2 separate regions of the Drosophila melanogaster genome follow, and region 1 is linked to region 2. Evidence: chromatin contacts called from public Hi-C data. All regions are on one chromosome and are shown on one strand. The core of a region is the stretch at or near the end of the contact, and the rest is flanking DNA. Distances in the headings are between cores, read along the strand shown. Region 1 overlaps Dad (Daughters against dpp). Region 2 holds the start of lncRNA:CR44133 (long non-coding RNA:CR44133).

Evidence for each region. A called contact is a pair of places that touch in the nucleus more often than the background predicts.
Region 1: a contact with region 2 is called in a Hi-C map of the Kc167 cell line, with 2.4 times the contacts expected there. A contact is called at or near these places in 3 of 107 Hi-C or Micro-C datasets (the Kc167 cell line, the S2 cell line and embryo) and 1 of 7 datasets of targeted methods (the Kc167 cell line).

The regions. Positions count from the first base shown.
Region 1 is chr3R:17,064,030-17,066,823 of dm6, forward strand. Dad (Daughters against dpp) reads left to right here. Exons shown (of 8, transcript NM_057912.4): 4 at 687-740; 5 at 807-932. Among named protein-coding and RNA genes, the nearest start is that of Ns1, 7.2 kb to the right of the region's middle.
Region 2 is chr3R:15,984,770-15,987,469 of dm6, forward strand. It overlaps lncRNA:CR44133 (long non-coding RNA:CR44133), which reads left to right and starts at 1,412. Exons shown (of 2, transcript NR_074017.1): 1 at 1,412-2,018. srp (serpent) reads left to right here and starts at 1,383. Exons shown (of 8, transcript NM_001275690.1): 1 at 1,383-2,018.

The DNA.
Region 1 (2,794 bases), core at 97-2,596, 1.1 Mb after region 2:
TTTCTTTGTGGTTTTTAGTTTTTCTGGCCTTTATTTTTGTTTGGCTTTGTTGCTCTCTCTCTCTGTTTTTGTTTCGCTTTATTTGCTGCTCAAATATTCAAACACTAGTATGTATTAGTTTTGCGAACCATGATCTCATCCTATATGCGCCCCGACTAGAAGACGCGCATTTATAACTCGAAGTTTTCGTTAATTCGAAAGGGTTTGTAATCATACACGTTGCTGTCCGAAATGAAACTTGGTAAAAGTGCATTAGGCCGATAAGGTTGAGATAAGAATTTTCATATGGTTTAGTCAGCCAAACTATTTCATTAACATGGTCAATTTACTTGATAACATTTCGAATTTTTAAACTACCGCAAATTCATGCATTTCGATTGAATCGAGTTATTGATAATGGCATTGTAGAGTTCTTTACCTTTAACTCTTTCTAGCAGGTTATGTTAGTGTGATCTTAAAAGAGCAATAAATAAATAGCTTAATGTGCTGTTATACAAATTTGTTATATAAAATGTATCAGTCTTCAACATCTTATAGCGTACTAATATTTCTAAGACTATGGAGATTTTACTTGTTTATCATGCATCTATTACAAAACTAATAATACCATTCATACAAGTGTACCGTATGTATGTACGTATCTCCAAGATATCTAAAACTATCCCCTCTCTTGTCTACCATTTTAGAATCCCCAACACCGCCGTACCAACGCTCAAAAATGCTGAGACTGAAAGATGCAGGTAAGCCGGCTTTTCCATATACATTTTCGATCCGGGTGTATTAATCAACAAAACCAAATCTTGCAGATTTCGAAGAAGACTCGCAGAACGATGCAAAGTCGGCAGCGCTCAGCACGTGGAGTGCCGAAAGCACCAGCATTTCGAACATCTACAAGCCGGCTCTCTACGAGTCGGTTACCACTGATGGAAAAGGTGAGTTTTGTGCCCCAAAATCCCACTCTCTTTTGCCTCTCCCCCGCTTATCAGGCGATTGGGAGAGAGCACATAAAAAAAATCCATTTTCATTTGTGGAATAAATTCGAGGTATTCGAGGCATACATATTTCATTTTGAATCAAACATCACAACACTGCCTTAATAACACAATCTATTTACGATGTTGAAAAATAGTTGATGAACTTACAAACAAACCAAATAAAATGAAAATATATTTCTAAATGATATTGTTTTCCATGTAACGATATTTTTGTTCGGTGTAAGAAAGTGGAAGAGAGCGAAGTGCTGCGATTATTTTGCCGTTTAGGTGTATTGGGGCTGGTGCCCGGTAGTGGTGTGTGTGAGCGGCGCTCTCTCTGGCGGGCCAGTTGTTGTTGTATCGTGGCGCCAGCTTGCCGCGTCAGGTCGTCACTTTCTATATTGATATTAACTTTTAAGCGAAAACAGCAAAAACGAAATGAAAATAAATAATGAGCGAAAAACAAACACGGGCGGCGGCAGGCTGAGCGAGAGAGAGGGAGTGAGCGCGGAGAGCGAGGTGAGTTGGCGCTCTCGATGGCGCCACAATTTTAATGCTAACTTACAAGAGTGCTTGAAAGGGGGTGCAGAGGCGGAGGGGGTACAAGGGGTCCTATGGGGGCTATGATATCATTCACGGCATTACCATTACCCGGCGACTGAGACGGCCCGTGAAACTGAAACTGGCCAGAACTCACACATGCATACACTCATTCGTGTGTGTGTGTATACCATCGTCCATTTAGCTTTTTTATGGCATTGTACTGGCGACGAAACGACGGAAAACTATTACATTTAAATGGACCGTTAAGTTGCGGCTTTACGACGATTGGGTGACAGGCCAGTTAAAAATAGATTGAAATTTCGATTTGATTGATTCCCATCACAATTTTGTCAAATGGACATTGTTGGCATAGTCTTTGAACTGAGAATGATAGTCTCGAACGGCCTTCTCAAGAATTTTGTAATCAATGATGGGATGATGTTTTAAATATTATGATGGTTAATTAGGAAAGCAAAGGTACTTAGATACATCATCAATATAGTATTAGTTGCAGAACGTCGATAAGTACTATGGAATGTTTAAATCGCCCACATAATTTCAGCTTTCTTGAGCAATCGATTCAATTTCGTAATTGCATTACTGCAACTTCATCGCCGTTCGAACTCGGCCGAAATGGAGCACACACAAGTCGGGCATCCGTGTTTCCCCGAAGGCAACACATGTGTGCCACCGACAAACTTACAGGCCACTGCCTCAACCCACACACATGTACACAGATTGAAGATAAAATATTCTAAATTTAAAGATGATGTAGCAGCCCGTGGATTCGGGCATCTAACACAAATGTATGTACATTTATGTACCTACTTACATAAATATTAGCAAGGGGAATCAGCAGCCATGAAGCGGCGCTACGAATTTACAAATGTGTAGTACAGGAAAAACTGCAGTAGGTAGATCTTTCAAGCAGAACCCTCCTCCAGCTTAGAGCTCTAAGTGTATACATAGCAAATTCTCACTGTCACAATCTTTAATTACCAATGTAAATCGCAATGTTTCACGAAATACTTAAATACAATTCAAATGAAATATCTCAATCTAACCATATTAAGACAACAATTCTTAAGAATCATCGATCCATTAAAATTATTCAAATATTTCTATTTCCCATCTTCAATTGAAATGCCAAAATAATTTATTTATTCAAGGCCAATAATTCGGAAAATATGGCACGTTAAGTGTAATATATGAGGCAGAACCTGTTGAAATTTCTACGTAGATATATTCGATTTCATTTGAGTTTGCACAATGAGGGT
Region 2 (2,700 bases), core at 162-2,661:
TAGTCCAGCACCCGCACCCGCACCCTTGCATCCTTATCGCAATGTCTCCTCCTCGACTCCTCCCCGCATGGGTGACCCGCACCCTGTGGCCAGGGCCTCCTCCTCTCCCTACTGGCTGGGTCGGATCTTGGTCTGCCCGGCGAGGCGCCGACTTAAAGTTTTCCGCCAGGTTATTTACCTCCTTATCTCGCCAGCATTGTTTTCGCCTCGTCACCCGCTCCTTGCTTCTGATTCGTCTGGTTTTATCAATGTTTCTGTTTGCAATATGTTTGTTCTCAGCTTTTTGTTATTGTTTCTTGATTACTGGTTCTCTTATCACGACGCGTGACGTCATAAGAGCCGGCATTTTGCTATTAGATAGGAATATCTTTACATTTTTTTATCGTTTTTTTTTGGAAACGTGCTTGCTTTTTAGTTTTTTAAAATTACCAGACTCTTTGGCATTTCCCTGGTGGGAAATAAACTTCATCATAAACTTCATCGAAAGGGGGGGTGTGTAGGGAGAATAGTAGGAGTGCCATAGATAGGCAAGGTCGTCTGCCAGGCTTTGTTATCGGTTTGGTTTAATGTAGATCAGTCTCTATTTATTGAGCGCAAAAAAAATGTTATATCTTTCATAAACCATCTTTACTAAACCGGAAAATATCTTAGATATAAAAGAGAAAAGTGGGATTTATATTAGGAACTTATATTTTTGATTTAGAAAAAGATTAGTTTGGAAGAGCTTGTATCTTTGAGAAATAATTAGAAATTGGGTATTTACAGGATTGGATCTGGGGGAATTTATATATATTTTTTTTTAGTAAGTTGGTTAAAGATCCTTTCTCTACTGTTTGGTAAGCATTCGAAACAGGAACTTATGTACATTCCGCTATAGTGGCCAGATTCCGAATGCTGTCGTCACCAAATCAAATCTGGCCAAAGCAGGCCAGATGATAAGGACCTATGGCATATACTCACCAAGTCGGAGAGCGAGAGTTGCCCCGATAAGGATAGTCGCGCGACCGACGCGTGATGCAACTTAATCAAATCGTGTTTTGGTATCGCCCACCCTGCCTCTCGCTCTATCTGTGCCAGCGTCCTGCTCGCTCCCGTGTGGCGTCCATGCGGCGGAGATGGCGCCTGTGGGGCTGGCAATCGTGGAATCGGAATCGGGCCCGGCTCAGATAGCCATATCTTGGCGGCGTCCAATCAGCGGAACCGGCGACAGCCAAACTACGCCAAAGTACCGAGTACACGGCGCAATGAGTTCGACGGTTGCGTCGCCGATAATAAGTACAATCGTTACTTTGCTGTTGTTGCGTTTTTGAAAAGGTGATATGAAATGTGCTCTGATAAGTTTTAATCAAGAATATTTTACTCGCATTGCTTTGGGTGGCTCCCGGCCGAGTAGCATTTGAAAAGTTGTAGTAGTAGGTCGGAGCTCGGATGCGGGTCTGGTCGGGTCCACTCCCAACCGAACCCATCCCGTGCCATCCCATCCTATCGATTGCATCCGGCACACCGGTGCGGATTCGTGGGTCGTGTCCCGGCGATTATCACCGTGATCTGTTGGGCGTGAAACCGAAGAAAACCCTTTGAGCGTGGAAAAATGTGAGGAAAGTTGCGCCGGCGCAAGGGAAATCCTTCAAACGTGTGTTTAACCACAAAAGCGACGTGAGTTTAACCAACATAATCGACGGTTGGGCGCCCGGAAAAGCCACCACCCGCCTCCTCATCGTTCCCCGAAAGAGTTGTGATCCGTCGGCGTGACCTGTGTGACACTTTCATTTGCCGGGTTAACGCCCCCTCAAAGTCCGGACAGTATCGAAACCGAAAATTTAACGCTTGCTTAGCGCCTGAGATCGCCAGATGCCCAGATGTCCGCGGCTCGGTCATCATCGATGAAAACCACATGGGCCGAACGAACGCCCCTCATAATGAGCGCAACGGATCCGAGCACTCGATTCTGGACCTAGCCACAATGGATTTTCAATCGCTGTCGGAATATGCATGGGAATCTGGCCATGGACAACTTGGTAAGTTTCACCAGACGATTTGTTGGCCTTCGGGGGAAGTTGCTCTCAATTGTCTTAACTAACATAAATAATACTAATGGAATGTTGCATATGTGCTAAATGAAGCTACATATGTACATAAATAAATGTCACATAATGTTTAGTCACAACTCTTGGGAAGACATAGTGTACGTATTATTATGAGTCATTGTATTCATTTTTTGCAAACAGTCATGATTTTAATGAGTTTTAGGCTTAAAATGGTTTCTAAGAATAAATATTTCAGTTCAAGTCGCAGTAAGATTATTAAATGTTGTGGAATGCATCCAAGCAAAAAGTGTCTAAGAAAATTTAAGGAATTGAAAAGGGACCGACAGGGAAAAGTAGGGAAAATTATGTCGATTACGAGAAACCAGCATGACGATCAACGAACCCAAAAAGCACAAAACTCCGGATCCCGTCCAGCCAAGGGGTGGGGCATTGCCTTACAGCTCCAGGCAGTGGCACCCAGCAAGTGCCCATATGCGTGCCCGAGTATATATTTTATATATATGTATGTGTATATATATATAAATATATAAGGAGGTTGAAACGACTGAAAAACAAAATGCGAGTCCAAACGATGGGTCCCGTTCCATGGTACCGCTGCCGATCCACTTGGCCCTGCGGTCGTTGAGTTGTGGCGACGACAACAACGAGGCCT